2 separate regions of the Sus scrofa genome follow, and region 1 is linked to region 2. Evidence: chromatin contacts called from public HiChIP or PLAC-seq data. All regions are on one chromosome and are shown on one strand. Each heading gives the region's core, a stretch centred on a gene start, on an enhancer-like site or on the middle of the called end of the contact. The rest is flanking DNA. Distances are from core to core; before and after follow the strand shown.

The links. HiChIP or PLAC-seq counts read pairs in DNA pulled down with a chosen protein or histone mark.
Region 1: a contact with region 2 is called in an H3K27ac HiChIP or PLAC-seq map of skeletal muscle, with 5 times the contacts expected there. The contact joins the enhancer-like site here to the promoter of CDK6 in region 2. A contact is called at or near these places in 1 of 5 promoter capture datasets (liver), 16 of 47 Hi-C or Micro-C datasets (alveolar macrophages, brain, embryonic fibroblasts and 10 more) and 2 of 2 datasets of contacts at active chromatin or transcription factors (alveolar macrophages and skeletal muscle).

What each region holds. Positions count from the first base shown.
Region 1 is chr9:72,611,951-72,618,140 of Sscrofa11.1, forward strand. The region is part of intron 4 of CDK6 (a long non-coding RNA gene); the gene reads right to left. Among named protein-coding and RNA genes, the nearest start is that of FAM133B, 110 kb to the left of the region's middle. Within about 2 kb of position 1,676, at least 50 of the 83 cell types and tissues checked have an H3K27ac peak or open chromatin away from gene starts, as enhancers often do. A contact at or near this core is called in fetal skeletal muscle, liver, retroperitoneal adipose tissue and 1 more, where this site is marked.
Region 2 is chr9:72,761,593-72,767,895 of Sscrofa11.1, forward strand. CDK6 (a long non-coding RNA gene) reads right to left here and starts at 4,039. Exons shown (of 8, transcript XR_002347034.1): 1 at 3,823-4,039; 2 at 438-1,034. It overlaps LOC102161391 (a long non-coding RNA gene), which reads right to left. Exons shown (of 3, transcript XR_002347038.1): 3 at 5,230-6,303.

The DNA of each region.
Region 1 (6,190 bases), core at 426-2,925, 150 kb before region 2:
AGGAGGATTCTACAGAAATTGAGAGAAACTTAATCACAGTAAAATTGAAGCATGACAAGCTGAGCTGCTGAGCAACTGAAATGCCTTGGAAACAAGTAGAGACCAAGACCTTGTGTTACTTCCTGCTCAGGTACAAAGACATCTGCTCATGATCACTTACGTCGGCTTCGACTCATGATGTGACAATCAGCCATTTATTCATCCCATCTTTGGTCATCAGTGAACCCATCGCACAGTACAGGGGGTACAGGAGATGGAGTAAGAGAGTGAGTCCTGGACTGAGCTGTGGAGACGTGGGTGTTAGTTTCAAACAGACAACCAAATAACCTCTGTGTACTGTCTTGCAAAAAAAAGTCATTCTATATCTTTGGACCCCGGTTTCCTCAATGATAAAATCAAGAGATCACGTCACATTATTTCTAAAGTCCTCCTGGCCCTAGAGTCCAATAATCAAGAACAAATAAACTCTACCTGCACAGTGACACTAGCGGACACTGCACTGTGGACCCATGCATCCGAGTCAGTGAGGCTGCTCCCAGAACCTTCACAGTTAGAGAGGAATAAGTACAGGACATTAATAAGTACACAACAGACTTTGGGATTCCATAAAGCAAAACTGAAATTCCAGAAGAGACTGGGAAAAACCTTTCAGAGTATATTTCGGCTCAGGAGGCAAAAGGCAAAGACACACATCTCTTATCAGCTGCAGCGAGAGGCTAGAGGAGAGTTGTGTCTGCATTTCTATGCAATGTGGTGGGGGCTGTTGTTGGTCTTTTCAGAATAAAACATCATTATTCAAGGAGGAGTGCATAGTGACTGACCTTTCAGTAGGCAAGCAAACAAATTTATTACAAAATGTGCTCACAGTTGTCATTTCAGAAGAAAAGGCTAAGATTTTATATGCCTGCTTCTGAAATAGTCACTTAAAAAAAAAAAAAAGAATGGCACAGGGTATAATTTTTTCTGCCCTGACCCACTGTAACATGTGGATTGATCAAAATGAATTCCCTATTTGTGTTAGAAACATTAGAAATCACTGAAGAGAAAAACTATTATGTCAAATGACTGAAATTACATGAAATTACTTAAAATGGGGGAAGATCTGAACCCCCCTATAACACATGAAAACATTCAGGAGGGAGAAATTTAAGCTACATCTATTGTCTCTGGAAATTTCATTCTGTTCTCACACAACTGAATCAATGAAGGTTATTTATAAATATGTAGCTAATAGACTTTTGAAGAACCAGATATGAATGGCAGCATACATATATGAACCTTCTTGGTTTCTTTTAAACATCATCAAACGATGGTCCTAGGACTAAGACGACTTTATTTAAATAAATTGAAAAAAAAAAAAACCCAAAACCCTGCAACTTTTTTGTTGATGACTGAAGAACTCTGAGTTTTAAGACAGAAAAACAAGAAGCAATGCTCAAGGTAATAAGTGCTTTCATGTTACCAGTTCTCATATCGGAGGGCACTGGATTGAGCTAAAGGACAAAGAGATAAGGGCAATATTGCGAGTTACTAACAAATGGCAGATAAAAGAGCTCTTCTGGGTTCTGATTAAGTGACAGCATTCTACACATTCTTTTGACTTGAGAAAGTCAGACGGAGAGCAGCAGCGAAGTTCCATGTGAAGCCCTGCTAAATAAGCATATCTGCATGCTTCCACATTCCAGCGGGACAGGGTTCCTGTCCTGGCCCCGAACAGAAACATGCTCTCTGTGCTCACAGCAAGAACCCGCCTGTGCCTCGGCTTCCATAAAAAAGCATAAATGTATATGCTGAAAGCACAGAGAGGTTTTGTGCTGTGGGATGTGGTGGCCGGGAGCCAATGTTTACAGTCCCCTGGGTGGGAAAGGCCGGGTGAAAGGCTCAGGACGGCAGGCTTTAAAAGTCTTTGCTGTTGCCGCCGGTGACCTTCGCCTCTGTTTTCAAAGCAGCTCTCAGGTTAACCCCTTGGAGTCTGCGTGCACGGGGGCTGCACAAAGGAAATACCTTTCTTTGAAGGACACCTCTCACACGCACATCGGTTTCTGATTTCAGTCGGGGCAGCTCAGAAACACTGGATAAAGAAGCATGTATTTAATCTGCTGTGGGACCCATGGGCGCGTCAGGGGTATCGGATCTGGATTTCCATGTGTGCAAGTGTTCCACAAAGTGAAAGTTTCCAGCTTCAGGCAATGGACTCAAGCTTACAAACTGGGGGATTGTGAAACACGAGCATATTTGGTCTCCCGGGGAGAAGGAAGCATCCAATTTATGCAGAAATGCTCTTTTCCTGGCTAGCCAATGAGAGGCGAGGCTATGAGAGTGGGGCTTCCTATAGGGATCTCTGGACTGGAAGAATGGTGCTTAAAATTAAAGACAGGCTAAATTGCTAACAGCCCAACTTAAAAAGCAGCTGAAGAGAAAAAGCCAATTGTAGAAATGAGAAGGGAGTTTTCCAGTTTTAAGTTAAAGCTGACCATATTCAAATTATTATTGAAGTTTCTACTGTTTCGGCTGAGGAGAATTAATAATCTTTTATACCTAATTTTTAAGACGTAAAGATCCTATTGAAAAAAACTTACCACATATGTGTGTATTTTAGTACAGTCTTTCCTAAATGACTCGAGAAGTTTTTCAATAGTAATATTATTTCAGGCCTTAAAATGTTTTCAGGACCTAAGATTTATTTTGAGAAAAAGTGGTCCGACGTCAGGGACTCAGGTCTATTTTAACAAATGCTTTGGTCCACGAGAAGTTTTGTGGATTTAAAAATGTTTAGTACATATACATGGCTCATCATTAATAATGTTGTCCCTTTATTGAACGCACAGCACACTGAACTCCTGGGGTATGGAAATGAATTGTGCAATTCTAATATCCAGAGTCTATGAATCCCTAACACATGTTTAAGGTTAAGGGTTCAGACTTCTGGAGATGGAAGTGAAAAACAGCACACACCAGAAAATGTAATTGAAACGCACAAAAGTTATTAAAATAAGTCTTATGAAAATCATTCCATCAAATACGAGACCATAATGAGAGGATCTTTCCCTTAGCATTTGGAGGTGAAGTCATGGCCTCTGCGTTACCAGGCAGCTGTCTATAGCATCATAAAGTATGCACATCCTGTGGTTAGAAGTCCACCTCTCCAAGAATGATGCTATGTGAGAATACTGTTCATTTTTTTTTTCTCAATTAATGACTGGTCTTAATAAATACTTCTGAAAACAGATACTAAAATTTCAGTTTGTCCAAGAAGGTTTAACAGTAATCAAAACCACTATCTTGGCTTTCATTACAGACCAAACAACCTGTTCCTTGCTATCTGTTGCAGAAGTCCATGGTGATTAAGTAAATACATTCGAGTCTAGGGCAGACACTGACTAGAAATAATATTTTCAAAACTAAAAGAAACCTCAGAGAGTCACAACAGAGAAGATGCAATAACAGCCAAAGTTTATCGTGGGTTTTCTACATGTCTGGCACTTCACTAAAAACTTTACAAATTTTATGTCATTTAAATCCTGGAATTACTTGTGAGGGGGGCACTGCGAGTTTAACCCACATTCTAGGTAGGAAACTGATGTTCAGAACACGTTAATAACTATAGTTAGCCACATGTCATAATAGGCTAGAATTCAAATGCAGTGTAACCCCCGAGGCTGCAGGTATGACCACTGGGCATGACAGCCATATATGCAAACAGATCACCACCACGGCAAAAGAAGCCCCCGGCAAAGTATTTCACAGCTCTAACAGTTTTGTATACATCATTACCATCATCATCATCATCATCATCATCATTGTCACTGGGGACCCCAAGGCTGATCAATCTTTCAAGAAGGAAGCTGTGTCCAGTTGCAGATTTTTCATTTTATTACTCAGTCCAAACAGTAATATTTGATTTCTAGCTGAGGGCATGAAACTGCCATACTTTGTTTCTGCAATAGATTTGTGAACATTTACATATGATTTTTGCATTTTAAATGGGTTCTATAAGACGCAAAAGGGATTGTCCTTACCACAAATTTTCGTGGTCTACGAACCAGCTGAGGGATATTTTATCTGCAGGCTATAAGATCTCATCACTCCTGGCTGGCCCCCTGACTCTCATCCTAAGTTTTCAAGACAGCGTTTCTCTTTTGTCTCCGTAAACGAATCTTGTCTATAAAAAATTGTTGTTAAATCAAAGAAATAATTGTTGCCATCTTTTATATGGTAATGACATGTCACTTAAAAGAAGTTTTCGGCTTAGACTTGGTTTTGGAAGCAGCTTCTAAATGACTAAGAACATTACAGCTATCCATGAACTTTAATTATCGCAATGTAATTATTAGGAACAACTAGTTACAACTGAGCTTCTCCACACACAGTATAAAGTTAAAACTGTACAAATGAAGCCAAAATATGCACAGCTAAAAGGAATGCTACAGGGGGGCCTCTCTTAGTGAACAAAGCAAGCTCAGTTTGGCTCTTTTTCCTTCGTGCTACCACATCCGCACATCGTTAGTTGGAAAATTCCTGATATATGCTGTAATTTTCTTGCGCTTTTTCCCCCCCAGTACACTTGTGGCTTTAATGTCCAGATGCCATTTTCCCCCTTATCTGTCCCTGTTTGGTGCTCTTCCAGCTACGGTCAACAATTAATACAGCCAAAGAAAAAATACAGTACACTCCCTGGCAACTGGTAGAGCCTCGCAGGAAATACCAAATAAAAACTTGATTATGTATTGTTTAACCATTTTGTTTGCCTGTAGGCCACCCCGTCGTTGGTGTAATTCAGACGGCCATGCTTCATCTGGACGGTCTGAGCGCTGCACCATTGTTCCCAGAGTCTGTCACGCACAATCACTGGCTTCAGCCTGTGGCCTCGAAATGAAAGGAGCAGATTTGTGGCAGCTTTCCAACCTGCATTCCTTTTAATTAGTCAACTTGTGGCCCAATGTTATAATAGATAAGTAACCTCTTAATATTCATGTAATTAATTAATTTTTTTTCTCATTCGGTTATAAGCCTTTGCATGGAGGGGGGATAAAAGCTTTTTCCTATATGGGCTCTCGTTTATGAAATAAGCATGGAACTGTTATAAAGAACATTGGAGCCCATGTTTCCATGATTCTCTATGAAGGCAGCTCCAGAAACCACAGTAGGCCCATACCTGTATTTTAACCACAGTATTTCTTGCATTTAAAATAGTAAATGAAATCTTTCTAGTGTATAAATCTGATATATGGAAGATGAATAATCTTGCCAACTTTAGCTGGGCTGGGAAGCCTCCCTTCCATTTTAACAAAAAAAACTAGCTTATTGTTGGAAGATGGAACGGTTACACTTGTTTAAGATCCCTTGCAAAAAAGCAAGGCTGACATTTAAATTGGCCAGCAGTTCTCAAAGTACTAGGAAGTTTGCTCTAGATCTGGAATAAGTCAATAATTAAACTGCTGATGCTGTTAGCTATTAGCACAGGACGAACCTTTAAAAAGATAAGTTGCTTCCTACAAATATTAATAATGTCCACTGGTCACAGGAGTAAGAATGGCTTTTAAAGCTCAATATTTAAGTTCTTTCACCTATTTAAGTTTCTCAATTAAACCAAATTCTCCTCAAAGGCAGTAATAACACTTTTACTTCTGTTAGATCCTCATGGAAAAGTACTCGTGAGTGAAATACAGATATATCTGTACTACCCCGGACTCTTAGTATCACTTCTCATGCAGTTTATGAAACATATGAAAGTCACTTCAATGATTCATTCATACACACACACACACACACACACACACACACACACTAATGTGCCTACTATATGACAAGCACTGGATCCCAGCTATAAAAAGGATACGAAGACTAAAGATATCATTTCTGCTCTCCAAAGCTCACCGTTGAGCAGGAAAGGCAGATGTGTAACTACCAATTGCATAGGCTCCTGTGCCAGGTAGAGGTACATGATTTAAGCACTTGGGTTCAAAACCCGGGTCCTCTTTTGTGAGTTGTATCACTTGGCTAAATATCTTAGACTCTCCATGCCTTTGTTTCCTCATCTGCAAAAAGGGAAATTCACAGTATGTATATCACAGAACAACTGGAGAATTACATGGTGTAAAAATCTTGAAAGTACTTTGCAGGTGCTGGTTCTATACATTTTGGCTATCAGCAAATGTTTTACATGTGTACCGACGGCACGAGGTAGGGC
Region 2 (6,303 bases), core at 2,789-5,288:
CCAATAAAGTTTCCTTCCCACCAATTATCACCGTTTCTTGCTTATTTTCAGTATCAAGAATTGCCCTAATGGCCAAGGAAACTATGCAGGGGCTGGAGGGGCGCGTCTCAGGTTGGCTTGTTCTGTCCCTAAAGGGCATCCATCTTTCCGGACCCCTTTCAGGGTAGGCGGGGAGAAAACAGAACTGGCACAGCAGCGGGGGTGCCTGCGCGGATCACGTTTTCTGACTTGTCTTTCTGCTCGCCGTCTGGCAAGGTCACCGGCTCTGGCTCCTGGCTCTGTTGACAAAACTTACTCTCACTCTGTAATATCAACGGGTCGCGACGCAGCTCCCCAGCCACCCCCTTCCCAGCATCTTGGTAGGCCGGAGGTTCTCTGACCCGGCCCTCCCAAGGCGCGCGGCTCCCCGACGGCGCGGGCGCCGCTCCACGGCTCACCTGACCACGTTGGGGTGCTCGAAGGTCTCCAGGTGCCTCAGCACCGCCACCTCGCGGATGGTGGAGAGCGGCATGCCCTCCTCGCCAGTCTGCACTCGCACGCGCTTTAGCGCCACGAAACGGCCTCCGTTCTTCAGGTCCCGGGCCTTGAACACCTTCCCATAGGCGCCCTCCCCGATCTCCGCCACGCACTCGTACTGCTGGTCGGCACGGCTCAGGCTGTCCTTCTCCATGCCGCCCGGACGCCGCCCGGCGCGGCGCCGCTAGGGCGGGCGTGGGGCGCGCTGGGTTCGCTCGTGGCCGCCGCTCGCCTCCTCCGGGACTCCCCGGCCCGCTCCCTCGCGCGCCGAGACTCGGTCTCGCTCTTTCTCACCCCGCCGACTACCGCGTTCAGACTCTGGCGACCGCCGGGGCTAGATGGAGCGACCTCCCCGCGGGCGGGCGCAACCCTGGTGCCGCCGCTGCGAAACTCCGCCTGCCGAGTCACCGAGAGAGCCGAGCCCTCCTCTTCCCTCCCCGAAGCGCAGTCTTCTGCACAGACACCGAGGCGATTACATAGTCTTTGCCCGAGCGCGTCTCAGTCCACAGTCATTCCACCTAAAAGAGGAGACGGGAGGACAAGAAGAAAGTGTAATCAGACATCCCCGGCGCCTTCCTCGGGGTTCCAGTAGACGCCCCTCCTCCTCCTTCACGAAGCCCCCATCGCTACCCTCCGCGAGCTCCTGCCCTCTCCCAGGCCGCTTAATCCTTCCTGGTTCCTTCGAGAAAAGCGAAGTTACTTTTCTTTCCCTGCTGAGCTGGAGCCGTCTTCGCGCCGAGAGGTTGCAGGGGCCCCTCGGGGATGAGCGCGGGGCGCAGGACGCAGTGGAACGAGAGGGGGCGTGCCGAGCAGCCCAGAGTGTGCCGGGAGCGCGGGGGAGGGGAGGCGCCGGGCACGTCAATGTCACGGCTTAATATTTATTCCTATATCATTGTGTTGCGCTGCTACCCTCTCCGCCTGCCCAGGCCTGGACGTACAGGGAAAGGGGCTCCTGGGGTGTCGTGGGACGTTTAGGGGTCGTGGAGAACCTGGCGTGCAGAGACCGCGAGTCCACCCGTGTGGGGCCGCAGAATGTGGGTGGGGGCTCCCCGGACCCTGTAACCCGATGCTGGGAGTGTGCGAGAAGGGGTGGTCAGACATCTGTTCCGAAATTGTTTCCTTTCTTTCTACTTTCAGTTTTTCGACGAAGAGATATTTAAAAACCACTAGCACACACAAATGGTCTTTTTGGGGCAAAGGAGACTGGTTGGAAAGAGAATTCTTCCTCTGACTCGGAGGACCTCCCCGGTGGAAACCCATCAGGTCGGGGAGGGCTGGGGCTCCCGCTACTTGGGGGTGGGTGAGGGATGGGGCCCCGAAAGGGGAGTAGCCCAGGAGACCCTAAGAGTGGGAGAAAGAGGTGTTTGCAGCACTTTGCTTATCGTCTCCTTGGAGAACAACTCCAGAAGGAAGGCAGCATAACCGTGACTCGCCTTGAAATTTTCAACCGACTGAAACCTGAGCAAAACTTAGACCCCCCCTTAAAAGGGGGGGTGGTAAGTGCTGAGCCTCCAGAGCAAAGTGAGAAGAGGCTGCACCCTTCGGCCAGGACTCGCGAACCCTTCCCCATTCCCAGGGTCGCCCCCAACGTAGGTAGCAGAGGTGGCTGCTCCATTCCCCTTTCGGCTCAAGGCCGGGTCGAGTCAGCAGCCAGTGGCCCCCCGGAATCCCCACAACAAAAGGGGGGGTTTCCTTCCCCTTGAGCTGCCATCCAGGGCCTAGGGAACCTCCTCCCCACTGCTGTTTTGGCCTCGGCCGGACATTCGACACTCCCGCCGCGTGTCCGAAATTCCCGGGGCACCTCGGAATTACCTGCCCCGCCACCGCTGGCGCCCTTGCCTTCTGCCAGGAATTAAAGAAACAAACTCTACAACCCCCACAGTATGCAGGCGGAGGGAACAGCAGCGAAGACAGAGTCCTTCACACTCACTCTACTCAAAACTCTCCTTAAAAGGTGAAGGCGAAGCCTGGGGGGAGCCGAGGAACAAGCCCCCAGAGCCAGCACCGCGGTCTGAGCCAGGACAAGGGCCACACAGGTAGCGCAGGAGCAGCCGCAGACTGAGCGGCCCGCCCCTCCCGTGGCCCCCCTCCCCGCCCCAGTCCTGCCCGCCGCTCAGCAGCGAAGGAAGCGTCGGGGACGTCCCACCCCCGCAGGGAACTGAGCCCGCTGCCCCCGCCTGGCCCCGCACCGCCCGCCTCCGCTCTCCCCCCTCGCTCTCCGGACGGTCGGCTCCGGCGGAGAGAAACGGGAGCAGCAGTGCCTTTCCCCCCCGCTCTCCTCCACTTTTTTTTGTTGTTGTTGTTGCTTTCCCACGCTGGCTGAATGTGACTTGACCCCATTTCAAAATAGTTTGACATAGTGCTTCAACATTTCCGCATTCCTCCGCGACTACAAAGGCTGCAGCCGCCTCCTTCTGCTTTCTGTCTCTGCTCTCTGTCTTCACACTCAATGAAATCCTTCATGTGCCTCTCTCCAAGCCTGCCAAGCACCGCAAGGGTCGCCACCAGCGCAGCGACAAGAGGCCGCACCGGGGACCACGACTCCCGCGTGTGCGCACACGCAGATGCTCCCACGTGCACAATGACCGGCGCAGTGCTGGGCCCGAAGGTGCTCACCCGGGGCGTGCATTTTAACTTCAATATTTTAAATTAGGAGAGTAAATTGGGAAACCAAAGCAAGCGTGCATCATTGCGGGGCTCCCAGCCCGGGCGCCGGGCGCCTGCGTGCACTCCTCTAAATGTGCCTAAACGCCCGCAGTGGTTGCCAGCAAAAAGTCTGCGTTAACATTTATCTCACGGTGGGAAAGGTGAAGCCCCCACCCACAGGGTCAGCGAGATGGAGGGCGAGCTTTCGTGGTGAAATAAATATAGGGCACCCAAACATCCCCCCGCATCGAGTCTCCAAAAGCATGCACTTTAAATCCTAAATGTGGGTTATTATGTGAGTTTCCAGGTGGAGTTTGAGTTCCGTTTGAAGAAACCGGATAAGAAGTGTTTGTGTGGGTGTTTGTGCGCAAGGCTATGCGGGATCAAGCACAGGATCTCGGCGTTAGGGGGGTGTCCCTCGTGTGGGATATACCCCTCTTAGCCAGATTAGGAGAAACTTTTGCGCCCCCAAACTGGCCCCCGTAACAAGTCCGCCTCGGGTTGTAAGGGGTTAACTAAAGTGGATTCCGAAAACCTACCACCCCTCCTCCGCACCCGTCGCCCCTACCCACCCTCGCTTCGGACCCCCGCCAAGCCCCGAAATCTCCCCTGGGGACCCCCCACCCAGCAGCCCACCCACCCGAGAGCACAGCTCCTCACCTGATGGGCCTCGCCGCTTCGGGCTTCGCGAGGGGGCTGCGGGTGTCAGTACGACCTTCGCACGTGTCCACCGCGGCGCGGAGCAGGTAACTCGGCTCGGAGGAAGAAGTCACCAGCCCTCTCTCCGGCGAGGGGGTGGGCACTGCGGCGGAGGGCGGAGGGACGGCGGAGGGCGCCGCCCGCGCCGCTCGCTGGGGGCGGACGGGGGCCGCGGGGCTCCGGCCCGCGCTAGGGGCCCGAGTTGGGGAGGCGGCGGAGGCAGCGGGGCGGGGCTGGGGGGCCGGGAGGCCGACTCCGCCGAGACCCTCCCCGCCGCAGCTAGGTTGGGGGCTCGCCGCGCAGTGGCAAGCAAGTGTGCAAATTAAAGCCTTCCGGAGAGAGGGGAGGCGGCCGAGACCCGGCTGTGCTCGGAACCTCCTGGCCCCCTAGCTCTCCGCTCCGAGTAGGGGGCGAAGAAGGGAGGGGGGGAGTTAAATGAAAATTTCCGGCTTTCACTGCCACTGGAGTGGGGATCTTGCGACTAAAATAAAAGGCGTGAGAGGGAGAGTGGAATGTGTCGTCGGGAGTCGGTGGAGTTACCAAATCCAGGGTCGCCCGGAGTTGGGGTTTTGACAGAGTGAGGTGGGGGTATCGGCAGTCTATGATGCAAACGGATGGGAAAAACAGAACAACCAACAGTAATTATGAAGGTCTGTAGGGAGGGTAAAAGCGACACTTTCCAAGAAACTGAAAAATCAGACCAAAAAAATAACTCTTCTCTATTAAAAAAAAAAAATTGGCAGGACGCCTTGTAGAAAAGAAAATACTAATCTGTCCAAAGCACTTTTCACTTTCAGCATGAACTGCATTTGTTTTGTTGTCCTTCGCTTCCTTTCGGCCTCACCAAGCCCTATCTCTTCCTTTTGGACAGAGAATATGATTTGGAAATTGTCAGGCACTTTTGTGGTTAACGATCTACTTGATGGGGCTGGCCGGTTCACAATTATTAAGTGGCTAGCAACTGTTGAGGGTTCACTGAGGTATTTCTGGGGAGCTAAGAAGCCTAAAATTGATTGTAAATAACAGAACTGCAAGATAACACACACACACACACACACACACAGAACACAATTCGGTGGGTGCTCAGTTGAAATGCATTATTGGAATTCTGAAATTTGAAACCTTGTAAGAATGCATATTTTACCTGCTGAGAAAACCTGAATACAATTATTTCAGGTGAAAATGAGATTTTGGAGAAAAAGAAAAGTCTTCTAGACTTTCTACAATGAAGTAAAACAAACCTTAAAATAGCTGTTTTTAGGAAAAAATTTCAGTATTGTCCAAAATCTCTTTCTGTAAAATACTTGAAACTTTTTAAAACATCTTTAATGCAAAGCCTAAAAAATTTTATTTATTTCAGTGCTCTGTGGAAAAATTAAAACCCAACAAAATTCTGTTGGAATTGAAAATATTATTCTATAAATCTTTTTTGACTTTTTGAATTAAACCGTGTTGCTAATTTCATAGTACATCAAAATTTTGCCTTTATAAAATTAATTCTATACTGCAGTGTGAAGTAACAAGTTAGGTAAATAAAAACTGTTGCATTTCCATTGGCAAATATTTTGCACTGAATTATAATAATTTTTCTTAAAAACTAAAAATGAATAATTGTGGTTTTTATGCTCTAGATAATTCATAAAATATACTTTGTCCTTAGAAGCATATCTTCTAAAATGAAATCCAATTTCTGAACAAAATTCTGTTCAGATAATGTGTAAAATTATCTACAATATCCTATACCTTATAGACTTAAGAAAGCAAATTGCTGGATTTTGTATTTATATACAATACTGGATTATTACAAATCACCAATTAGACTTTAAATGAGGAACAAATGGGAATCCTCCATTTTGATAATTGCTCACACTTGTCAGTGTTTTTTAAAACAAGATTTACTTGCTGGCAATTAACACATTTATGTAATTCAGAAATAACTGTCAATAAATAGTCCTAGGAAACAGCAAATGATTCTAAGAATTTGAGTAAATAATTTGTTTAAAAATATTAAGCTATAGTATCTTTTAAATTAACAGAAAAAATGTCTTTCTACACTGGGTTGCATTTTTAATTACTGGATTTGACAACCACCACAGATGGATTAGAAGCTCCATGATTTAGATTACCAGATCACTTGGGCAATGTCTACAACAATGAAACTTTATTTAATTACATATGTTAATACTGAGTGCTACCTCTCTTTATGTCATGTGCTTACTCTGATACTGTTAATTTATCATTGGTCACTCTCCCTGGTTATGGATCACATTAACTCCAAGTTGGTTAAAACTTGAGATCAGGAAGTTTTACAATGGATTGCATAAAATTAGTAAACACCAGATTGTTTTGTTTATAGATAACTTCCTCTGTGGGTAACAGGTTATCATAACAAAATTTGCGCAAAGTTTATAAACTGTGAACCCAATTCCGACTCCTTTGTTT